Linked DNA regions of Mus musculus: regions 1, 3 and 4 are each linked to region 2. Evidence: chromatin contacts called from public promoter capture Hi-C data. All regions are on one chromosome and are shown on one strand. Each heading gives the region's core, a stretch centred on a gene start, on an enhancer-like site or on the middle of the called end of the contact. The rest is flanking DNA. Distances are from core to core; before and after follow the strand shown. Region 1 holds the start of Tfe3 (transcription factor E3). Region 2 holds the start of Pqbp1 (polyglutamine binding protein 1). Region 3 holds the start of Praf2 (PRA1 domain family 2). Region 4 holds the start of Prickle3 (prickle planar cell polarity protein 3).

What was found. Promoter capture Hi-C pulls out the DNA fragments that hold promoters and counts their contacts. Capture Hi-C pulls out chosen DNA fragments and counts their contacts.
Region 1: a contact with region 2 is called in a promoter capture Hi-C map of erythroid cells, with 2.6 times the contacts expected there. The contact joins the promoter of Tfe3 here to the promoter of Pqbp1 in region 2. A contact is called at or near these places in 21 of 39 promoter capture datasets (the 3T3-L1 cell line, 3T3-L1-derived adipocytes, the C10 cell line and 14 more), 10 of 484 Hi-C or Micro-C datasets (the G1E-ER4 cell line, the HPC-7 cell line, Sertoli cells and 4 more), 14 of 115 datasets of contacts at active chromatin or transcription factors (the 230-238 cell line, effector CD8 T cells, embryonic stem cells and 5 more) and 3 of 9 other capture datasets (adipose tissue, liver and pancreatic islet).
Region 3: a promoter capture Hi-C map of pancreatic islet shows a contact between it and region 2. The contact joins the promoter of Praf2 here to the promoter of Pqbp1 in region 2. A contact is called at or near these places in 15 of 39 promoter capture datasets (the 3T3-L1 cell line, the C10 cell line, the HPC-7 cell line and 10 more), 6 of 484 Hi-C or Micro-C datasets (B cells, the G1E-ER4 cell line, embryonic stem cells and 1 more), 6 of 115 datasets of contacts at active chromatin or transcription factors (effector CD8 T cells, embryonic stem cells, extraembryonic endoderm stem cells and 1 more) and 3 of 9 other capture datasets (adipose tissue, liver and pancreatic islet).
Region 4: a contact with region 2 is called in a promoter capture Hi-C map of adipose tissue. The contact joins the promoter of Prickle3 here to the promoter of Pqbp1 in region 2. A contact is called at or near these places in 8 of 39 promoter capture datasets (the 3T3-L1 cell line, the C10 cell line, fetal liver and 4 more) and 2 of 9 other capture datasets (adipose tissue and liver).

What each region holds. Positions count from the first base shown.
Region 1 is chrX:7,761,360-7,764,059 of GRCm38.p6, reverse strand. Tfe3 (transcription factor E3) reads right to left here and starts at 1,399. Exons shown (of 10, transcript NM_172472.3): 1 at 1,000-1,399. The coding sequence starts at 1,115.
Region 2 is chrX:7,897,651-7,900,350 of GRCm38.p6, reverse strand. Pqbp1 (polyglutamine binding protein 1) reads left to right here and starts at 1,351. Exons shown (of 7, transcript NM_019478.4): 1 at 1,351-1,580; 2 at 1,715-1,800. The coding sequence starts at 1,734. It overlaps Timm17b (translocase of inner mitochondrial membrane 17b), which reads right to left and starts at 1,015. Exons shown (of 6, transcript NM_011591.5): 1 at 882-1,015. The coding sequence starts at 907.
Region 3 is chrX:7,727,163-7,729,877 of GRCm38.p6, reverse strand. Praf2 (PRA1 domain family 2) reads right to left here and starts at 1,307. Exons shown (of 3, transcript NM_138602.4): 1 at 1,116-1,307; 2 at 1-162. The coding sequence starts at 1,294. Wdr45 (WD repeat domain 45) reads right to left here. Exons shown (of 11, transcript NM_001290792.1): 9 at 2,607-2,708; 10 at 2,386-2,531; 11 at 1,677-2,128. The coding sequence ends at 2,019.
Region 4 is chrX:7,655,997-7,658,696 of GRCm38.p6, reverse strand. Prickle3 (prickle planar cell polarity protein 3) reads right to left here and starts at 1,318. Exons shown (of 9, transcript NM_001290624.1): 1 at 1,197-1,318; 2 at 1-76. The coding sequence starts at 1,238.

The DNA of each region.
Region 1 (2,700 bases), core at 150-2,649, 140 kb after region 2:
AGGAGCCGAAAAGGAGAGACTGAGGACCCACCCAGACGGGAATGGTGCAATCGGTACTCACTCCAGCTCTAGAGACTGATTCAAGATTACACCCGGGAACTGAGAGACCGGCTGGGAGGGCGAAATAAAAGGAAGAGGGGGTGTGTGGGTAGGGAGTGGGCAGGGCCGGCTTGGCTGCAAGGCTAGGGCGAGTGGCAACAGAAACAAGACCCTCCTCTGGGCTTCCATATAAGGCTCTAGGCCTCCCCCCAACCCCCCACGCCTAAAAAGTGAACTGTATCTTTCCAGTGTGCCCTGCCGCATCACATTTTATCACCCATTGGATAAGACAAGAGGGGTTTCCACTATCTCGGCCTTTCTGTACAGACGCCAGCTGAGCGGGGTAGCAACAGTGAACCGATTGGGCCCAGCAAGTTGCTTCGCTCAATTATTCACACACACTCCCGGCAGATCGGAGACCTCCCCCTAACTCCTTTAGACTCGTGCTATTCCCAAAAACACAGCACCGGCTACTGGGAATCACTAGGTGCCCCAAATAACACCTCTGCCTCCCTGAATTTTCCCCCCACACACACTAAAAGGGGGAGGGGGGAAACCCCAGGATTTCCTTAAAATCAGTGCCTCACCTGACAGTATGTATGCCCTCACATTCATCCCTCCGCGACCGAGTCAACAATCCCCAATTCAGCTTTTAATCAGTTTCCAAGTTCAACTACAGCAAACCAGTTTCTGTATACTCCACGATCTGCCCCGCTAGACCCAGCAAAGACACCCCCCCAAATATGACTCTGCCCTCCTCACGCACTCCCACTACTCCTGTAAGCGTCTATCCAAGCAGATCAGTACCAGATTTCTGAGGCGCCCACCCAAGATGGGCACTCCGACGTCCTTCAAGCCTAGGCCAAGAGTCTCCAACCCCAGTCGAGGACCCCCCGTGTCCTGAGATGAGTCCCCGGGGAACCTCAGTTGTCACTCCCGGCCCCAGAGGTGGCCCCGCACCTGAGCAGCTGGGCCGACTCAGCTGGCCTGCGCTCTTCCAATAGCAGGAACACGGCTCGAGGGCCCTCCGCGCTGGCCTCTACGGCGTCCCGAGCTGGCTCGGCTGCATGAGACATGACGCCCGGCTCCGGGCGAGCCCTGCCAGGCCGGTCGGGCCTTGGCCCGGTCCCCCTAACAAAATAAGAGTCCCCCTCCCCCTGTTTGCCGCTGCCTCCTCCGTTAAGCCATGGAGCTAGCACTGCGTGGGCGGGCGGCGTCGGGAAGATGGGATGGGCCGTGAGTCATCACCCGCCCTGAACGGACCGACACCCCCCAACCTAACCCCGAACGACCGCTCGCCTCCCTCTCGTCCTCTTCCCCCTCCTCCTTGGGCTGGGGAAACTCCACAGGAAGTGACCACACTGGGGATGGAAGTCTGGTTGGGCCATACCTCCTGAGCAAGGCAGCCAGTTGCAGCCGGGAGATTGGAGAGCCCGCCCTAAGCCACGACTTCGAGCGGTAGGGAACACCGGCTTCGGCCCGCCCTTCGGAAAAGGGCCTTTAGGCCACGCCCCGGGAGGCGGAAGCAAATAGGAGAGGAGTGATTTGGTTGAGCCACGCCTTCATTTTTACGTAGCTTCCTGAGCCACACCCCCTCCCTCAAATTATCCACACCATCCTCATGCCCCCCAGCCCCAATCCCCATCCCCAGCAAGATATTAAGCTGAGTCTTGGGTTTTCTGCACCTGCGTGGAAAGTCTCCATGCCAAGGTTTTTTTTTTTTTTTTTTTTTTTTTTTAGCGGAACCATGCCGGCTCTTAGCCCTGGATCTTCCCAGCCCGCACCCCAACTTCTTGGTACCCATGTCTTCTCAAGCCACTTTGAGTGAGGCACCGACATTCCTTAAAGGTGGTGCTGAAACCCTGCCCTTTTGGTACCCACAGTCCAGCCACGGAGCTGGTCTTCCAGAAAGAGCTCAGCCTTTTTTGTTGTTATCTAAAGTATTTGTTGTACTATGATCGTTGTACTACGCAATAGACGGTCAATGAAGCTTTTGACAGATGGATGAATGAGTGGACGGATGGTAATTAGATCTGGTTTCCAGAGAATGACTTCTATAATCAAAATGAACTATTTGAATAATGCAGAAGACCTGCTCCACTCTGCGCCTCCACGTTCCTGCCCTGGCAAATGGGGCCATAAACTGTGTTGGCAAAGTTATGAGGATAAGAGATATATAAATAAGGAAAAAGGCAGGCAAGCTGTTTTGCATACAAGAAATTTCCCAACCTTAATCGATTTGCTCACTTGTTTGCTTGATCAATCATTTAGGAGGAGCCTGTGTGCGGCAGATAAATGCAGGGTGACGCAGACACAGAAGTTCCACTGACACCAACAGGTACACGTAGTTCATAAAACACCAGAGCCCACCACTTCTCCCATCCTACTTCCCAGCATCCTGAGACCATCAGTTGGAGCAGGAGAAAATTTATGACAGCGGGTGTGGGAGTATGGTGGGACAACTCTGTCATCACAGGAGGAGGGACATGAACAGCAGAGAATTTGTTGGTCCAGATCATCCTTAGCTACACAGTGAGTTGCAGAATGGTCTGAGATACGAGTACTCCTGGAAGAAAAAGCAAGGATGCAGGCTGATGAGATGGCTCAGCGGGTAAGAGCACCCGACTGCTCTTCCGAAGGTCCTGAGTTCAAATCCCAGCA
Region 2 (2,700 bases), core at 102-2,601:
CACTGAGCCCCTATGACTGTTTCTGACAATACAGTATTCTCAGAGAGTTCTACGTGAAACTAGATTTGAAGAACAGAGTCCCTCAAATCCTAGAACCAGGAGCCAAAAACAAAATGGTTTTTGTTACTATCAAAAATCAGTAAGAGTTGTCATGTGCCTGGCAGGGGTGGTTCACGCCTTTAATCCCAGAACTTGGGGGGCAGAGGCAGGAGGATTTCTTAGTTCAAGACTACAGAGTGAGTTCCAGGACAGCCAGGGCTACACCACAGAGTAACCGTGTCTGGGAGGGGGGGGGGGGAGTTGTCGTGTCAGGCTTCAATAGTGTTAACTAGCAAACGTTATTTAAGTAAAATATAAACAGGGTGACTGACACTCGGTTCGACACAAAAAGCACGTCCAGAGAAACCCTTGTGTCCTTTTAAAACCTAAATCGGACAAATCAAAAGACCGTGCGGAAAAGCCAGGTGCCATCTGGCTTAGCCCACAGTGAGTTCACACATGCCCTATCCTATGTCAAAAGCCAGCCTGAGAAAAGCGACACGAAGAAACCCTGTGGATATTGGCTCCACGCCTCTCCTCCCTCACCGCCGGAATGGATCTGCCCAGCGTTTCTCTTTTGGCTCACAAAGGGGGTCTAGGAGAAGAGCCAGGGCAACAGTGCGATAGTTTGTCCCACACCGCACATACTGGGACACTCCACGGTGGCGGTTTTTTGACGAAGTCCGAGTGGGAGGGGCCATGCCGGATGCGCAGAGGCAGTGAAGTTTCCGAGCCTCCCGGGTCAGGGACTTGACACTGCAGCCCCTGCCTTCCCCGCCCGCCTCCCGTTGTCCGCCTGAGCGTCGCGCGGACTGTCCCGAAGCCTGTGCCCATCGCCGTACCAAGGTTCGCGAGCGTACTCCTCCATGGCGCCAGAGTCCGGCCTGGCGCAGTCGGTGGCGCGGGCGAGACACTCCCCCCGTCCCCCTCCCGCTCCGAAACGCCCACAAGCTCTGAGGCGCTGTACGTAGACCAAGGGAACAATTGGTTCTTCTCTGCTTACGTAAGGCCAACGGCGCGCTCTTATTGGCTAGCCAGAAGGGCCACATCCGTTCCATGTAAGCGTCGGATGCGACCAGTTAATTGCACCTGGGGAGAGTCGAGGAGCCTGTTGTGCTTTAAACCAAGAGCCCTTCGGTGTTGGTAAGCACTGTGCCAATGAGGGAGAGGAGGGTAAGGAGATAGACTTTGACTAATCGCACAGTTGTACTGGTAAGGCTGGGGTGTAAGCTTTCTTTTAAAGCTGGAGATGGCGTTGGCATTGTATCTCCCCCATCCTAGCGCCTTGGTTCCGCCCACCGTGCGGACTTTGAGGAACGTTGGGTGATCCCATTTCTGGGTTGCGGGTGTGTGGCACTTGGTCCCTTGGGTGATGGGTGGAGCCTTGGTCTAGAGAGGAACTGGGTCTTTGGTCCATCCGGTCTCCAGTGCCTGGGTCCGGAGAGTTCTGCTGATCCTAATTCTGGCCATATTGCTACATATCTCTTTTATCTTTTAGCACGCATTTTTGTTCTCTTCCAGCTACTGTTGCAGTTACGTAGGTGTGTGTGTGTGTGTGTGTGTGTGTGTGTGTGTGTGTGTGTGTGTGTGTGTGTGAACACACGCGTGGTTACTGGCTATCCAGATTGAAATGTTAATCAGATCTGCCCTTCAGTACTGTCTTGTCTGTTTCTAGGTCTGGTCAGCTACCCACTATGCCGCTTCCTGTTGCGCTGCAGACCCGCTTGGCGAAGAGGGGCATCCTCAAACATCTGGAGCCGGGTGAGAAAACTAAAAGCAGATGCATCTATCATGTGCCAGTGTTAATAGACGTTCTGCTGTTTATTCTATTCTTTATTCCCCCTTTTCTCCGCCCCCTCCCGCCCCTGTCGAACCTAGGTGTTTGCTAAGTAAGTGCTCTGCCATCTTCTGCCGTCCTAGTGTGCATCTTCCCCCGCCCCCTTGTACTGCTGGGGTTAGACCAGAGCTCTTGGATGCGCTCTATTGAAGTATATCTCCTTGACTGGCACCTTGGTTTTGATACTTGGTATCTTGCATGGCCTGGCAGGCATCTCGTTGTCAATATAATTTTTTCTGATATTCATTACTTCTTCGTGGTTGGTGGGTGCTGTGTGAAGTGTAAGGCTGGAGGGATAGCTTTAATTTAAGTCATGAATCAAGTGGACACGGTGGCAGGTACAAATATCTCAGGTACTAAGGAGGCTGAGCTACAAACATGGCTTGAGTCCAGGAGGTCAAGGCCAGACATGGCAATTTGGCAAGACCCAGTCTTCAAAAAATAAAAAACAAATAGACATAAGTATGGTGGCATTCATCTGTAGTCCCCAGCATGGCTGGGGCAGGTAAAAGGGATCACAGGAGACAGCCTGGTTTACATACTGAATTCTAGGCCAGATATACATGTGTCTGTGTGTGTATGTACACATGTATATATGTGTATATATATGTGTGTGTATCAGAAAATAAGTAAAATAAACCCATGACTGCATGGTATTTAACTAATTAATGTTTGAGACATGGTCTCATTCTGTACTTCTGGCAGGCCTGGGACCCATTCTGTATATCAGGCTGGCTTTGCATTCATCAAGATCTGCCTGTCTCCGCTTTCCTAATGCTAGGATTAAGGGTCCAAAAAGGCATCTGATCTATCCTGCAGTCTCC
Region 3 (2,715 bases), core at 58-2,557, 170 kb after region 2:
AGAATGAAGAGGCTAATGGCAAGCACTGCAGCCAGGCAGGCAGCAGGGTGGCTGCGACGGCAGCGGCGCACAGCTGCACGGGTTTCAGCAGCCCACACCAGCACCCCGAGGGCCACCACCACTACCAGTGCACTCAGGAGGGTGTGCAGCGGACGAATGTACCTGCAGGAACAAGAGCACTCAGCTAGCCTCATTGTACATCCAATTCTGGACCCCAAGAGATTTGTTCCCTGTTTCTGGAATTAGCATCCCGGCATAGTCTCACCAGGCCCCTCTCCACTCCAGCAATTCCTGTGGACTCTCAGTTCCTCTTCGATCCTACAATCCTACCAGACCCTCACTTCCTGCTAGAGGTCCTAGGCTGCCAACACTTCTCTGGTCTTTGCCTTTCAATCTGCAGGATTTCTTTCTGGTATTCCTACATCTGCTCCCATATTCCTCTACGTTGATTTTAACCCTGGCAGATCCCCCATCCTGCAGTCAGATGTAGGCACCTTCCAGGTGTCATTCTCCTTCCAAAGGCCCCCCACTACCCTAGTTTTTTATAGAGCCACCCTCCCCCAGTTGCTTGGTTTCAGTCCCACTCTCACAACCCTGCCCAAGTCCCTCTTCTAGATCGTCTGTTTTTGGCCGCAAGCTTCTCGAGTCTAGTAGGTCTTCCCTCTGGGCCCAATAGGAGCAGCTTCTCTACCAGCTCCCTTCCCAAGCCCTGACTTTACTACACCTCCACCTCTGGATTAACCCTTCCAGGGCTCCCCTAATCTGCCACTCATATCGCTGAACCTCTTAGGTACTCTCACATCCCCATATCAGTCCTTCCTTAAGTCCAGAGTCCACTTCCTAGCCCACACTCCACCTCAGCCCTCCTCCCTTTTCTACCCAGGTCCTGTGTCTTTCCTCCAGACACCTCCCCCATCCCACCTCCATGGCCCTCCTTATAACAAAGATCTGCTTCCTTCAAATTTTTCCACCCATGCCCCCCAGACCTTCATATTCTCCCGAACTCACACTACTCAGTCTAGCATTTCCCTTAGATCCCCCTCCTTCTCAAAGACCCGCAAGCCCACCCTGCGTCCCGCTAGTATCTTCAGCCAATCGCTACCTCCCTCCCTCACCCGGCCAGCGCAAGACTGATGCCAAAGCAGAGAAGGTAATTGGTTTGGTAGTAGAGGAGGTTGTTGATGACGCGGTGACACCATCGTTGTGGATCGCCTGGATCAGGAGCCGCCAGGCGCGCAGACCCCAGGACAAAGTCGTCTAGGGCGCGCAGCGGTGGCAGCCGCACCTCCGACATCCTGCGGGTTGCTGGACCAGCCCGAAGGGCGGCGAGACTACAACACCCAGTTATCACTCACAGCACCGTGAGGCACATTGGGAAATGGAGTCTAGGGAGCCGCCGACTAGCAACGTATGCATACTGCGCAGCTGCAAACATGAATGTGACCAGAAACTACCAACTCGGGTAGCAGAGACTGCTGGGAAACCAAGCGTCGCCACGCGGCGAGCAGCTCAAAACTCTTTACCCCTGGGCGGGGCACCACCGGACAGTACAGGCTGGGGTTGACTCAACAATGAATATGCTAAAACTAGGAAGTCAGATCCCAAGCTGGCTTCCACTTCCCGACAGGTTCCTAGAAGGTTACGCTGCGCCCGGGAAAGCACGCCCCACCCTTGAGGTCAAGTCATAAATGCCACTCAAAGGCCTTTTATTCATATACATTACAGAGACTATCTCCTGGTAACCATTATTTTTAAATCCTTAGGTTGGATTAGTATAATCCCTTTGGGTCCCTGGTGTTTTCCAGACTAGGAGGCCCAGGGACAGACTAAGCTGTCCTCTGGCCTTTAGCACTCCAGTCACAAAAAGTGCTCGTGGAAGCGAGCTGTTTATTTAGACACAGCTGTGTTTGATGCAGAGTGAAAGGCTCATTTATGCTTGCTGGCTGGTTCAACACCCTCAAGACTCAGTTCGGCCGGCCATCGGTACTGTAGGTTCCCAGTACAGCTGCCAGGATGCTTTAGAAGTCCTCGTCATCACAGATGTCAAGGTACACGTCAAAGGCCTCTCTGTTGCAGTTTCCATCAGGAGTGAAGACATATTTGTGGAAGGTCCCATCTACACAGATGGCTGGGGGGTGGTGGTGGTGGTGGTGGTGGTGGTGAAGGTGTTGTGAAAGGTTAGGTGCCCAGCCACATACCCCAATCCCCTCGGGTGTCCCACTGGGGCTAATGGTCTAACTCCAGGGCCCTCCCCAAGTGCCACACCCCTTACTAATGGCATCATGTTCCAGTTTCCTCCAGCTCTGATAGCCCTTAAATTCTTTTAGGGGACCTGTAGTCCTTTACCCACTTAGTACCACAAATCAAGGGGCTGCTGTCACTCACCAATTACAGAATTGACATTCTTGGAAGTATTTCGACCAAAGGCGCAGATGCAGGCTGACTCAGCAGGCACAGTAAAGCTGGCCAGGCTCCACTGAGAGTCCACGTATTGCCCAATCATAGGTCCCACTTTGCCCACACGAGCCAGCCTGTTGGCAGCGTTTGGTAAGTCCAGGCATGTCACGCGGCCAGAGGGATTGGGATAGGAGGGTGAAGATACTCACGCAGAGCGGCGGTTAAGGCGGGTGTCTTTAAGAGCGAAGATGTGGACAGTGCCCTTGTCACTGGAAGCACAGAGGAAGGAGGAGTCGTGGCTGAAGTTAATGCTGCAAG
Region 4 (2,700 bases), core at 69-2,568, 240 kb after region 2:
GCAGCAGGAAGCCTGGGCACTGTTCCCTGCAGGAATTGCAAGGCTGGCCGCGGGCAGGGTCCTCTGCCTCTGGAGGCTGTGGTGGGTGGGAGCAGATGCAAGAAGAAATAAGGTGTGGGAGGAGGGAGGAAGAAGTCAACGCCTGCTACTCCACTCCCAGGCTCACAACCGCAGGCTGGGGCCTGTCTTACTGGGGGCAGCGCTGGGCAGGCTGAGACCGCGCCTGGAGCGCGGGGGAGGAGGAAGCATTCAAATCAGAGGCAGGGCAGCTGAGACTACTTTCCTGTATTCCCTTTCCAGGGAATTCTTCTGTCTGGGCTGGTCTGTCCCTCTTTAGTTCTCAGACAGGTCTGTCAGAGAGAGAGTCCTCTACCTACTAGAGCAGAGACCCTAGTCTGGGCATTCCCTCCCAAGTCTCCCTTCAATATCCAGGGCTCCAGCAGCACTCCAGTCCCACAGGGCAGGCGTCTGAGAACCTCTCCTTTCCCTGGGATCCCTCATGGACTCTGGGCAATGCCATTCCCTCAGAAGTTCTCCCGCCCCTCCCCCAAACCCTGGCTCCATCTCTCCTACCTGAGGACCGCAGGCCATCCCTGCTCCATTCAGAAAGCCCTAGCCCAAGAAATCTTTCTCTTTACCCGTCATAGTTTAGGACTACTCTCTTTTTTGGTCCAGATTCCACCTTTCTTGGTTAAAGATCTTTCAAAACAAGAGAGACACCATCCTATCTAGGAGGTCAGCTTCCAGACTCCGATGGAAACCTGAAATTCTTCTGATCCTAAATCTTAGTTCATTGACTCTTGGTACCCAGGGATGAAGGACCCCCACTTTCACTCTACAGTCCTTCAATGTATGAGGTCCCTTAATCAGACACTCAGGATACCCCACTCTTGCTCAACCTCAAATCTCAAGCCCCTATTCTTTTCACCTTTCAGATTAATTCACAGATAAGGGGGGCATCCCCAGATTGCAACAGTGATAAAAGTATGAGGCGTGTTAGGGGCTTGAGCCACCATATCTACACGTTTTTGCATCCAGGATTCTACTTCAGTCTCTGTGCCCCAGTCTGGGAAAGCTGGGGAAGGGAGTTCCCAGATCCTCCCTTAGGGTGCCTCCCCTCTGTCCCGGTGCCCTGCCCCCCTCGCCTGGATCTTAGTTTACCCCTGACCCCCACCACTGTCCTGAGCCCTGCTCACCGCACGCCCAGAGCGGCGCCTCCGGGACCCACGCGCGAACATGGCGCGCCCAGACAGATTCAAGCACGGCTGGTTCCGACGAATGGAGTCGGCTGCCACGGCGCGTCGGGCCTGGCAGCTCTGTTCCGTAAACTTGACTTAGTGGGAGGAGCACGCTTTCTAGGGCCCGCCCCACGGCCTGTGTAGTGTCTCAGTCACCCTGGTGTCCCCTATCTAAAGGTGAGTGCCTTGCTGGAAAGCCCATTATTGGCGTTCATCCCAGGGCTAGAGCCGGAGCAGACTGTCAGAAGGCTGAGCCTTCAGTATCCCTCGGTGCCGCATGGCCTTTAGTGTTGGAAAGCCGGAAGCAAACGGTTTGGATGTGGAGACATGGTGAGAGTGTTACACTAGAGTGCTTGTTTCTAAGAATAGGGTCTTGAAAGCTTTGGGGGACAGGGGTCAAAGCCACCTCTTGGTCCCTTCCCAGGTTCTCTTTTCCCGGGGTGAGCGTTACAAGGACCATCCCAACTTCATCTTCAGTGGTAGCTGGTGTTCTGTGGCGCTCAGCATCCTGCTAGATCTGTTCCATTTTGGTACCAGCATAGTGGGGTATTCCTGTGACAACCTGACCATGTTTGGGGGAGGACTGTGGAAGGACTTTGGAACTTTGAGCTAGAAGATCCATTCGGTGTTAAAAGCTCTGTGGGATGTTGTGTAGGAGGCTGGAAGATAATGTTGAGAACAGTGCAGAAGATGGAGGTCTGGCTTGTGAAATTCCAGAGAAGATTAAAGACTCTTTTCAGGGCCATTGCTGTTTTGATTGTGAAGATTCTGTGGTTTTAGTTAGTTGGGGCTGAAGAATCAGCTGTGATTAACAAGATACCAGAACTATTAAAGGGAAAACTTTGAAGCCGGGAGTGGTGGCACACGCCTTTAATCCCAGCACTTGGGAGGCAGAGGCAGGTGGATCTCTGAGTTCGAGGCCAGCCTGCTCTACAAAGTGAGGTCCAGGACAGCCAGGGCTATACAGAGAAACCCTGTCTCGAAAAAAACAAAACAAAAACAAAACAAAGAGAAAACTTTGCATTACTGGGACTACTGATGCTGGTTAGCTGGAGCTAAGAAATTAGCCGTGATTAAGAAGAGACCAGCATCACTGAGGTGAAATCTTCTGGGAAGTGTTTTCTGAGAGCACAAAGAGGCTGTGTTCCAGAGATAGCCAAGGTTGTACCTTGTGCTGTGGCTGGACTTGGTAATGTGTAAGAGTCACCCAGGTGGCACTGGTTTTGTAGGCATGAAGGGGTCACGCAGAGCAGCTGAGGCTCGGCACTGAGAGAGGCCATGGGGCCAGTGGTGAAGGTGCAGCCTCAGTTGCAACTGATGGCCCAGGACAGAAGGGGTCATGCAAAGGAGTTGAGGCTTGGCACCATGAAGAGAGCCTATGAGAGGCTGTTGGTGAAGCCTAGTTACAGCAGAAGACAGTAGTGTTTGGAGATGCCAGTACCATGAGATGACCATTAAGGAC